3 separate regions of the Rattus norvegicus genome follow, and regions 1 and 2 are each linked to region 3. Evidence: chromatin contacts called from public Hi-C data. All regions are on one chromosome and are shown on one strand. Each heading gives the region's core, a stretch centred on a gene start, on an enhancer-like site or on the middle of the called end of the contact. The rest is flanking DNA. Distances are from core to core; before and after follow the strand shown. Region 1 overlaps Ninj2 (ninjurin 2). Region 2 holds the start of Wnk1 (WNK lysine deficient protein kinase 1). Region 3 overlaps Ninj2 (ninjurin 2).

Region 1 (4,109 bases), core at 99-2,598, 72 kb after region 3:
TGCATGGCTTTTCTCAAAATTGACAGGAGTGACTCATCCAAAGGTCACCAGTGCCTGGGGCTGCATGGGGCAAAGTGATTCACTGTCTCTAGCCTGGCCTGGCCCCACAGCTGCCTGGCCTTAATTCCTCTCAGCGGATATTCTCAAGCCTGAGATGCTCCACCCAGAGGAGGGCGACTCCTCATTCTTAGATGTCTCTGCTAAAAAGAACTCAGCTCCGAACTTGCACAGACATGGACAGGGTAGGGAGAGCTGGCCTGCTTACACACCAGCTTGACAGATCAGGCAAGGGACCAGGTCTCCACCTTCAGCTGGGCTCTGGGTCTTTTGGAGCCTCTTGATAGAACAATTTTATCCAACTTCCACGACACACACACACACACACACACACACACACACACACACTCACACCATGAGACAGCATCCCTGTAATCTCATTTCTAAGAAAAAGCAGAATGAGCTGGTGGACATCACGGTCCCTGATAACCAGAATGTCAATAGACAACGTGACAATGTGTTTACTTTTCTGTTGAAAGAGCCAGTCAGTCCCTTCCTGTTCACTTGAATTGTGTAAAGAAGTGAAATTACAGACAACAAAGATGGACTAAATTAAAGAGCTAACTTGAAGGGATGGAATCCCCAGTCTTGGGGTTGGGTGGGGCCTGGCAAGGGGGCTAAAGGAATTGTAAATTGGAATGGGGGAGGTGAGGCAAGAGGAGGGAATTGGGTCTTTGATTAGGTAGGGGTCGACCCCTACCTAAGCACCCCAATCATAAAACGTACATGCTTTAGTCCTGGAGGCACTCTGGGCCCCAGAATGGACTTCTGGCATTACCCCCTATTCCCTTGGCATCACCCCCCTCAGCTCACACCAACTACAGCTGCCTTCAGGTTCCTAGGCATCCCTGACTGGCAGGATTCCTGGACCCCAGCCTTGGACTCAGTGTCCCTCTGTTATTGAGTGAGTGTATAGAACGAAGGAGAGTAGGCCCTGAGTAAGACTCTGAGAGATGACCATTGTGAGATAGATCTCACAATCTTGGATTCTGCTTTTACTTCTAGGGAAGAAGACTCACTCTGCCTCCCCACAGCTCAACTCCTCCAGAGGCCTGAGTTTTCCTCCTGTTGTATAGATATAGAACTGAGCACCCACATTCTGGGTAGAACTGAGCCCCAAAGCCAGGAGCCCAAGCTCATGAACCTCCTCCCTAGAGGGATTTGAGCTGGCTAGGAGCTTCCAGCTACCTGGTACAAGCTTTGTAGACAGGCCCTGGATGCTGTCCCTTGGCCCATGGGAAAGGCCAAGGCAAGTAGGATTCTGACTCCCTGAAACAGGAATGACTCATGCTAAATGGCTCTGCTCCCTGATCCAGCCCACATTCCCGGGCCTTTGTTCTGACCCGCCAGGGCTCTGGCCTTAAAGGGCCAGATCTTCCAAGGCACCACCCTGCCGCCATCCCATGTCCCTCACTTAGCCAGATCCCTGATGGGTGGAGTTTCTAGTAGGCTTGTGGCTAGGGAGAAGGATGCTATAGGGCAGACTTTAGGGCAGTACGTGGTTCTCAATCTGAGAGTTGAGACCCCTCTATTGGAAAACATAGATATCTACATTATGATTCACAACAATAGCAAAAATGGCAGCCATAAGTAGCACTGAAAATTACTTTATGGTTGGGGATCATCACGATATGAACAACTTGTGTTAAAGGGTCAAGGCATTGGGAAGGTTGAGAAGCATGGGTTTAGGAGAACAGCTGATTCCATCCTCAGGCCCAGCAGGTCTTGGGGGTGGAGAGTTTGGGAGATAGAGATGGTAGGGGGTAGGGAATCTTTTTCTCACTTGCAAAGATCCAAAGAGGGGACCCTCTTCAAAGCAATTTCCTCCAGAGTCTCACAGCACCTCCCACTGAGACACCTTCCTCCCACGTTGCAGGTCTATAGCCTTCCCGGCCTGGAGATCCCTTCGTCATCCCTCTCTGACCCAGCTTCCTGTTTCTTTGCTTTGTTTTGGTATCATTCTGTGTGGCCAAGAATGGCCTTAAATTCAAAATTCTCCTGTCTCAGTCTCCCGTACGTTGATATTTCTGGCAATACCACCAGGTTCAGCTAGCACTGCTTTCTTTAGCTGTCCCTTAACAGTTGTGTCTGGCAGGTTCTAGGCCATCCACCTGTGTGCTCAGACTCAGGTCTTCAGGTTCCACAATTCTGTCCTGCCATGTGGTGGTGGGGCACTTCCTAGGGGCTGAAATATCACTGAGTATCCAAGCAGCTTCTTTGAACCTCATACGCCACCCTGTGGACGCAGGAAAACTGGCCTTCAGGAGAGAAGCTCAGCTAAGCGCAAAATGAAAGCAAGACCTGAGTTCAGAGAGGCCTACACCTTCTAAACCCACATCCTCTGTAAAACGGGCTCTTAAAGCAACAGCAAGAAAAGGTAGAGAGGCTGGAGGTGGAGCCCAGTGGCAGAATGCATGGTGTGCATGTGTGAAAGCCTGGTAACACACACACACACACACACACACACACACACACACACACACACACAGATACACACATAGGCAAACATGAGAGAGACTAAAATTGAGATTATAACACTTTTTTTTCTTTTCTTTTTTTCGGAGCTGGGGACCGAACCCAGGGCCTTGCGCTTGCTAGGCAAGCGCTCTACCACTGAGCTAAATCCCCAACCCCAACACTTTTTTTTAATATCTATTTGGAAGGATCTGTTTCCCAGCTTCTCACCCCTTCCAGTACTCGTTAATCTTCCTAGGCCCACCGACAGTCAATGTTAAACACCTGGCCAGAGGTTTGAATTAAGGCTCACTGCTCCCCTGAAAGTTTTTAGAGGTGGACCAGTCTCAGCTGCTTCTGGAAGGAGAAGCAAGGTCCTGAAGGATGGTGAGGGGCTTGAGAGGGGATGGAAAACAGCTCACAGAGGGTGGGCGGCCTGGTGTGTTGGGGGTGGGAGGGGCAGCCCATAGGAAAATGTTATCATTGGTGTTCTTAGAGTGACTCAGAGCAGTCCTTTGTCAAATGAGTCCTTGTGTCCCATGTAACTATTGGCCTTTGTGGGGTTAGCTGGGAGAGCCTTGGTTTTTAACTAATCTGACCTCACAGACACTTACTTGGAAGTCATTTCTAAAGTCTGTGGGTTAAGTGGTGTGACTTCCAAGGTCCAACAGGCACAGACACACACACACACACACACACACACACACACACACACACACACACTCACACACACACACACACTCTGTCACCACCTCCTTGGCCTCAGCACAAGCTGCAAGACAGGCCCTAGAAAAATCTAGTGAGGGGGAAAAGCTCAGAGAAAGACAGGAACACCTTCTAGGTCTATAGCTCTCTTTCCCATCATTCTCTAGGCTCTGAACCCTAGTCTGATTCATGAGGAGGCAGGATGTATAAGTCCAGAGTGGTCTCAAACTTACATAGCAGAGTGGGGACTTTGAACTTTTTCTTTTCTCTCTAGGACGTTGGGGTTTGTTTGTTTGCTTACTTTTAAGATTAGCAGAACATGGTGGCCCATGCCTTCAATCTCAGCACCCCAGAGGCAGAAGCAGGCTGATTTCTGTGAGTTTGAGGCCTATGTAGCTAGTTCCAAATTAGTGGAGGCTGTACACCCTGTCTAAATAAATAAATAAATAAATAACACACATATAACACACACATGTGTTTTATATATAATGTGACTGTGTGGTCTGTCTGTCTGCGTGTAAGTATATGTGTGCCATGTGCTTGGCTAGAGAGATGGCTCAGTGGTTAAGAGCACTTGACTGCTCTCCCAGAGGTCCTGAGTTCAATTCCCAACAACCACATGGTGGCTCCCAACCATCTGTAATGGGATCTGATGCCCTCTTCTGGTGCGTCTGAAGACAGCGACAGTGTACTCATATACATTAAGTAAATAAGTAAATCTTAAAAAAAAAAAAAAAAGTGTGCCATGTGCTAAAGGTTCCCAGGGAGTCTGGGGGAGAGTACTAGATCCCCTGGATCTGAAGTGAGAGGTGACTGTGAGCCAGCTGTGTAGGCTGTGTACCAAACCTGTGTCTTCTGCCAGAGCAGCAAGTGCTCTTAACAGCTGTAAGCAT
Region 2 (3,782 bases), core at 132-2,631, 74 kb before region 3:
CATTATTGCAGAGACTTAAATGAGACTGACGTGCACAGGAACAAAAAGATTTGATATTTACTTAACACAAAAAATGTTCCCAAAGGCTGAGGATATATATAGCTCAGTGGGAAAGCACTTGTCCAGGCCCCACTTGTTCAATCCCCAGCACAAGGAGGGAAACCCTTTTCCAATAATTCCATGTTTCCTGGCAGACATTAAACACACAAGTTTGTACTTAAATGACGTTTTATCCCCTGCCTGATAACAATCCCTCGACACCAATAGTTCCTATCGTTTTCCAAACACCTAACTACAGGCTCCACAATCTCCCAATTTCCACCTCTTCGGATGCTGGCCTCCCCCGCCCTCCTCTCAGAGTCACAGAATTACAAGTAAAGAGTGAACTCGACAAACTGGCTTAACCGAGTCAAATTTGGGATCCAAACAACAGAATAAGAAGGGAGGTGGGGCATTACCTGCAATTCACACCAGGCGACTTCCACAGTGGTTTCGGTGTCCAGACCTTTGTAGACCGTCTTAAAGGAGCCTCTGCCGATTTCGATGTCAAATTTGAGAAAGCGACCGTCATTGGACATTCCCACTGCCTTGGTCTCCAGCTCTTCGATATCATCCTGTTGCTGGTTCCTTTCCTCCTGCGGCTCTTTGGCACTGGCACCACCGCTGCCACTTCCACTTCTGGACGGCGGCGGCTCCTCTTTGCTACCCACGAGGCTGGGCTGGGACACCGGGCGGTCTTTGCTGGTACTGCTGGGGACGGTCGCGGTGGCCGAGCCTACAACGGCTTGTTCCCCAGGGGAGGCAGCAGCCGAGGGTTGCTGAGACACCTGGGAAGCAACGGTGGCCGTCAAAGTTTCCTCTCTGTGAGGCTCGGGTGGAGCACTCTGAGGCACCACTGCGGGTACACTAGGTTGAGGGATAGAGAGAGGGAGGCCCGGCAGCTCCAACGCCGTGGCATTGGAGTCGCAGATGACGCTTCGGCGGAAAAATCGGTGCTCCGTGGGGGTAGTGGTGGCGGCCGCCCCACGACTGTCCTTGTCCATAGTGTGCCGGCGGCGCCGGTATTCCTCTGTCCTGCCAATTCCGGAGTCGGCGACCGCGGCCCCCAGTTTCTCGCCCACGGAAGAATCGGAGCTTGAGCCATTCTTGGGGACTGGAGCCGGAGGCGAAAGGAAGCCAGGAGTGCCGCTCTGCTTCTCTGCGGTGCCGTCAGACATGGTTGGTCCGGTGGAGTGAAGAATGCGGGCTCGGATTTATGAATGAAAAGGGAAAAGGGTGGCCCGGAGAAGCCACCAAGAAGTGCTGGGCAGCGCTCCTACGGCGGGCTCGGAGCCACCGGACGACTCCCACTCAGCACTGACAAGGCGCCCCGAGGGCGACGCGGGACACTGAGTCCGGCTGCGGCGGCTGCTGGCACCGAGGCTGCTGCGGCTCACGGAGCGGGCTCGTCGGCGAGCGAGGAGGGAGCGGAGCCACGGGGGTTAGCGCCGCACAGTCCGCATCCATCCTGCAGCCAGCGGAGGCCGGTAGGGCTGTGGCAGCAGAAGCGCCGCAGTCATGAGGAGCAGGGCGCGGAATTGGCTCCCAGGCGAGCGGATGCGACGAAAGTGAAGACGGCTAAGCTCCCGCCGCAGCCGCCGCCGCCGCCGCCCGCCGAGCACGGCGGGATAGGCCCTGAGGGCGGAGGCACAGCGCGCGAGGGACGAGCCCCGACGCCGGGCGGTGGCAGCCCGGGGCACAGGAGTGGGAGGGGCCGCGCAGGGGAAGGAGGGCCGAGGCCCGGGTTCCCGGTCTCTCGGCCGCCGCCTCAGGCAGCACGCGCCCCGAAGAGGGGACCAGTCTCAGAGGGCGCCCATCACTAGATGCTGAGGGCGGAAGCCTCGAAGCCTCGAAGCCTGAGGAGCGGCCCCCCCCGTCCCCGAGGCCTCCCCGCCCGCCCCGGGCCTGGCGAACCTCTTCCCCTCTCTGGACGGCGCCGGGGGCAGAGGAGGGAGGGAACTGTGGGGAGGGGAGGGCCGCTCACCGCGGGGCCCGGGCTCCGCTACTTCTCTGACCAGGAGGAGAGGAGACCGAAAGAACTGGGAGGAGGGGGAAAGGGAGAGAAGAGAGCAGTCACCCCACTAGGAGCCTTCTGTCAGCGAAGAAGGGAGTACGGGATGGCCGAGCAGAAGAAACGCGTCCGCCCGGGAAACTCTCCGCTTTAAATGGCGCCGATGTCTGAAGCCTCCACACAGCCCGCTTGGACCCCGCCCCCCGCCGCCCGGGGCGGCCCCGCCCACATCGCGCTCGGGGGCTCTCGCGCAGGCGTGCGGAGCTCGAGACACGATGGGATTTGTAGTTTCTGAGTGAAAACCGTGAAATGGGCCTAGGAGGAACGCGCCTACTACTTCCGTGATGCCCTGCGATTGCTCTAGCCTGGTGCCTCCTGGGAATTGTAGTTTCTTTTTTGAAAACCGCCCCTTCTGAAAGCCTGATGGGAGCGTCATCCTGGGTCGCTCAATTCCATTCCAAACTCAGTACTCCCTATCAAAATCATTATTTAAGAATCAATCGCAAAAGAAGAGAAGAAAGGAGAGAAAAAAGAAAAGAGAGAATGAGAGACTTCCGTCATGCTCTACTTAGACAGCTCATAAAGCTGCCATGGATTGAAAAATGATCTGTTGTTCGTCTTTAATGGAGAGCCTCCTTAGTGTTGAGTGATTAGAGGTGTGGGAGTGAAGAAGAAGGTAAAGCTGGATAGAGCCTGAGTTCGAAGAGTTCCGGGAAACTTTGTGAAGAGTACACATAAGATCACTGTTGATTAGATGGGTTAGGGAAGACAAAATATATTCCATCCTTCTCTTCACAACAACTAAAGCCACATGCTCATCTCCAGTTTCCAAACAAGTACTTTGGCTGCAAAGATGGGCTGCCTACTAAATAAAACCCAGGATCAGAGCGGACCTCTTTGCTTTGCCAGAAACTTAACGGGAACCAGAGTTGTGGGGGGCGGGGAGAGGCGGGTGACAGGCAAAGGAGGAGGTCGAGTTCGAAAGTAGTCTACGTCTTTGATCTTTGATTACAAATTTGAGAGGACATAGTTGACTTTCGCCTCTATATTTGAGTAAAATTTATTTTCCTTTTGTTTTGTTATACTCCCCCTCGGTGGCTCAGTAAAGCATCCCCTTTAGCATATGTATACATATGTGAATAACACCAAGACGCGGAACTAGGGAAACCTAGATCCGTGCAGTTACAGTAATGGAATTCTTCTCTTCAAAATATCCCTAGTGCTTCCTGGACCACCTTTGCTACTACGTAAGATTATAGTTGTAATGAGCACCAGGGGGCACCAGACAGAGAAGGAAATCAAATTTCTGAGCCAGATGGCAGTTACAAGTCTTAACCCAACCGGTGAGAGCGGGAAGCGCTTAAACGTACGCAACCGCACCGGAGCGTGAATACGCTGCAGCCTCAGCCCGGGACTGGAACGAGCTCTGAAGCGCGTTTTCTTAGTCCAAGACCCTATGAGAGGAGCAGTGATTTGGAAGCAGCTAGACAGAAGATTCGTTGACTCAGTGTATCTAGATAAACTCCGCATAGAGAAGTCTTGCTATACAATTGATATTAACTTATCAGAAACGTTTAAAAAGAAGTTAGTACTCTCCCCCCCCCCCCGCTTCTCTCTCTCTCTCTCTCTCTCTCTCTCTCTCTCTCTCTCTCTCTCTCTCTCTCTCTCTCTCTCTCTCTCTCTCGCTGGCCCCGAAAGCTACCATATAAGTTTTAGAGTTTGTTTGAAACCT
Region 3 (4,102 bases), core at 1,377-3,876:
TCCAAAGGCATACCCTCGCACCCCTTCTGGAAAGTCCTTCAGAAAGCTCCACTCGACCTCAATGATGGCCTTCAAGCAAACAAGGAAGCCTGTGGGGTTTTCGAAGGGGTGTTATTTAGTATCCTAGTATGAAGCTGAATTATTGAAAAAAAACAAAAAACAAAAAACAAAAAACCATGCCTTGTAACCCAGATACTGGCTGGGTAAGGGCCCTGCCTCTGAGGTGTCCCCAACCCAGTCACCGTAGAGCCTTGGTCCTACAGCCCTAGAGCAACTGTACACACTCCAGAGGGTTCTTGTGAGGAGTAATGGACAACGTTCTGTAAATACGGTCGAGGCCCTGAACCGAGTTCACTCTCTCTTTACCAAGTTCTGAGAGCCGTACAGCAAGCAGCTGCACCGATGTAGGTGTGAAGGCTGGAACTTTGAAGACTACTAGCATTTCTAGTGTCGGTACAAGTCACACTCCTTTCTGCCTGGATTTGAACTTTGCAAGCCTGGAGGGGAGGAGGGAGTGGAGATGAGGGAGGGGGAACTGGGGACAGCGGGGGTTGAGGGGGTGAAGGGGGAGTGTTCGCACAAGGTCAGCTGACTGCAGCCATCGGGGAGCACTCCCTGGCTGCCTAGCCGAGAGCTCCAGAGCAGACTGGTTCCTCCACTCCTCCAGAGCCAGGCTGAAGGTCTCCAGCCCTTGCACAGCAAACTCTGGAGCTCAGCCCTGCTTGCAGGGCCCAGCAGAGTTGTTTCAGTTCCTTTTTTCGCAGAAGAGGAGTTCTTGGTTTCCTGCTGAGTTTCCCCCCAAGGCTTCCCTTCTGTTACAGCTACCGCAGTCACCTCAGAGTGACAGCTACCGCTTTTCGAAGGCCCGATGTTTTGCTGTTGAGATGTTGCTTTGCTTGGTTTTGTTTTTCTTCTGGTCAGAGTAAATCCATTTTATAGATGAGAACATTTAAAAGTTGAGAGAAGTTCATTTGCTCACGGCCATGCGAGCTTGTATGGAGAATACAAGACAAGCTCGAAAGGCATAACGGATGCTGCCAGACCGCTGGGTGAGGCCTATGCAGGACCATTTTGAAGCATGTTAGGACATTTTCTATATCAGCAATACTAGGGCAGTGTTTAAGAATTCTGCTAGAATTTACCAAGAAAGTCAAAAGTGTGTGTGAAATTCTCACCTGACTTCTGAGAGGAGCATCCAAGTTTGGGGCTTATCTCTTTTCCCACCCTTTCTGCCTGGTATAGAGAATACAAAACTAAGCTATAGTTCAGAACCTCTGCACCCAGAACCTTGCTATAAACCCATACAACCTGAAGACGTTGGGTGGTCGTGTGAGGGGCAAGAAAGCTTTTGTACATTTGCAAGGCAAAAAATGTGGGTTTTACTGAGATTCCAGCTCGTGGCTGGTTTTTATTATTTGAAAATCAGTACAAGCAGACTGTCAAATAATTTTATCTCATAAGCATGACTAGATAAGAGAAAGATCTACAGACTACCTGTAGGACCTGTCTCTAAAGTAGAGTGTACAGACTGAGGAAGGGCTAACCCCACCTTCTAACCAGCAGCTCCTTTCTTCAGGACTAGAGCTGAAAGCACTCTGCAATGTGGGAACCACGGGGGAAGAAGAAGAGTGTGCTAACGCAAGTAAGACAACTAAAATGGGGACTTTACAAACTGAAATGTTGCTTGATTCTAGAATTGAAAGTCAAACCAAAGGGGGAAAACTGGCTAAGGGTATAGTTGAGTAGTAGGGCCAGGCTTACGTCTGTGTGAAAACCCAGGCCCTATTCCCAACACTAAACAGAACACACCCCTTAAAAAGAAACCACTAAGGGACTGAGAGATGGATGGCTCAGCAGTTAAGAGCACTTGTTATTCTTGCAGAGGACCTGGGTTCGATTCCCAGCACCCACACGGTGGCTCTTAACCACCTGTAACTCTAGTTCTAGGGAATATCATGGATACTTCTAGTTACCAGGCACGCACATGATACACAAACTTGCAAGCAGGCAAAATACTCAAAGGGAGTCAGCAAGAAAGAAGGAAAGAAAGAGAGGAAGGAAGGAAGGAAGGAAGGAAGGAAAGAAAGAAAGAAAGAAAGAAAGAAAGAAAGAAAGAAAGAAAGAAAGAACGAGCTAAAAAGAAAACGGAGTCACCAGGCACCCAGACCGCACTGGAGACACAAGGTTTCAGGTCTTGCAAGGGAGGAAGGAAATAGTGGAAAAATTACACTTTTTTTTTTAGTCAAAAGTCCTGATTTCTCCTATTTTTGTTTAAAGTGTCAATTTATCTGAGCATGATGGGTGCACATGCTTGTAATCCCAGCCAACATCCCAAGGACAGAGATAAGCAGATTCCTGAGACTTCCAGGTCAAGCCTGGTCTATATAGCCAGTTCCAGGGCAGGGATGCATAGAGATCCTGTCTCAAAAAACACACACAAGCACACAGACCAAGAGTCAGTTTCCATATTAACAGAGCAAGGACTTGAAGTGATGAGTTTCTAAGCTGTCGCCCAACTTGGAAACTCCTGCGCCTACAATGATATTTTCATTAAATGGCACTCTGCTCCTCCAGCTCAAAAACACGTTAATCATCTGACTAACTGCTCAGATTTCCTGCTTTATGAGATCATCGTTGCCTGTTCCAAGTGCTTTTGGCTGCCAGAGAGCAAACATTCCGCTTGTGGACTGGAAACGCATTTCACTGTGACAATAGATCTGGCAGGTTGAGGGCTGCTAATTTAATCCAAAACAGTGCTGAGCTGGGGTCATCTCCACCAGGCTTTCCTGGATCTCAGACAAGAGAGTTTCCTACTTTACTTTCTGACTGCTGCAAACTTGATCCTTAAGGGTTTTGCCAAGGCAGAACCGGGGTCCTAGAAACTTCATACCGCAGACTCCCGGCTCTCTTAGGCCTCTCTCCTCCAGGGTACTGTCACTCTTGTCTACTAAGCGGTGGTTCTTAGTGGCTTGGAGTTGGAGATCTATGTATATCGTATGACTAAGGTCTCAATAAATGGTCATGTTCTGTCAGTCACAAACCACACATAGTGTCCAGAATGCATCAATAGCTCCTTACAGGTACTTCAAACTTTGAAACTCACAGAAAGAACCAGGGGTGTGTGTGTGTGTGTGTGTGTGTGTGACTGCATGTGTGTGTGTGTCTGCATGTGTGTGAGTGTGTGTTTGTGTATGCGTGTGAGTGCATGTGTGTCTATGTATATATCTATGTGTGTATCTGTGTGTGTGTCTGTGTGTGTTTGCATTTGTGAGTGTGTGTGTCTGTGTGTGAGTGTGTATGCATGTGTGAGTGTGTGTGTGTGAGAGAGAGAGAGGAGAGAGGGTCTGTGTGTGTGTTTGTGTAAGTGTGTCTGAATATAAGTATGTATGCATGTGTGAGAGTGTAAATTTGTGTATGATTGTATGAATGTGTGTGTCTATGTGAATATGTTGTGAGTGCATGTGTGTCTGTGTGTGTTTGCATTTGTGAGTGCGTGTGTCTGTGTGTGTGAGTGTGTGTATGTGTGTGAGTAGGTCTGTGTGTGTGTGAGTATGTCTGTGTAAGTGTGTCTGTGTGAGTATGAGTGTGTGTTCCTGTGTGAGTGTGTGTGTTTGTGTATGCTTATATGAATGTGTGTGTCTGTGTGAGTATGTGTGTGAGTGCATATGTTTGTGTATGCTTGTGTGAATGTGTGTGTCTGTGTGAGTATGTGTGTGAGAGCATGTGTGTCTGTGTATCTTTCCAGAAAATTCTCACATAGTACTCCGAGTACTCTAATGAAGGTGCATACACAATGTACGAACAGGGATGACATTGGGAAGGGTTGGAGTCTCCAATTGCCTTCAGAAGTGTGGTTAAAGACAAAGGCTCTGGCGCTGAACTGCCTGGGTTTGAATCCTGGACCCGTCTCTTTTTTGCTGGGCTGTCTGCTCTTGGGGAAATTACTTACCCTGTCTGTGCCTTATTTTCTTAGAAGACAGTTGTAAAGGTTAAATGGGTTCTTTCAGGGAGGACACCAGAGGCAATATCTGTCCGGGTAAATGCTATGAGGGTGTGACAGTTGTCATGGCAGGCCTTATGCTAACTGCCTAGGATGTATCAT

The links. Hi-C and Micro-C count contacts between places; a contact is called where the count stands out from the background.
Region 1: a contact with region 3 is called in a Hi-C map of liver, with 1.8 times the contacts expected there. The contact joins two enhancer-like sites. A contact is called at or near these places in 3 of 12 Hi-C or Micro-C datasets (the Rat2 cell line, kidney and liver).
Region 2: a contact with region 3 is called in a Hi-C map of liver, with 7 times the contacts expected there. The contact joins the promoter of Wnk1 here to the enhancer-like site in region 3. A contact is called at or near these places in 3 of 12 Hi-C or Micro-C datasets (the A7r5 cell line, the Rat2 cell line and liver).

The regions. Positions count from the first base shown.
Region 1 is chr4:155,070,458-155,074,566 of GRCr8, forward strand. The region is part of intron 1 of Ninj2 (ninjurin 2); the gene reads left to right. Among named protein-coding and RNA genes, the nearest start is that of Trnaa-agc80, 69 kb to the right of the region's middle. Within about 2 kb of position 1,349, at least 40 of the 93 cell types and tissues checked have an H3K27ac peak or open chromatin away from gene starts, as enhancers often do. A contact at or near this core is called in liver, where this site is marked.
Region 2 is chr4:154,924,766-154,928,547 of GRCr8, forward strand. It overlaps Wnk1 (WNK lysine deficient protein kinase 1), which reads right to left and starts at 1,382. Exons shown (of 28, transcript NM_001002823.2): 1 at 459-1,382. The coding sequence starts at 1,217.
Region 3 is chr4:154,997,040-155,001,141 of GRCr8, forward strand. All of the region lies in intron 1 of Ninj2 (ninjurin 2), which reads left to right. Among named protein-coding and RNA genes, the nearest start is that of Ninj2, 20 kb to the left of the region's middle. Within about 2 kb of position 2,627, at least 42 of the 93 cell types and tissues checked have an H3K27ac peak or open chromatin away from gene starts, as enhancers often do. A contact at or near this core is called in the A7r5 cell line and liver, where this site is marked.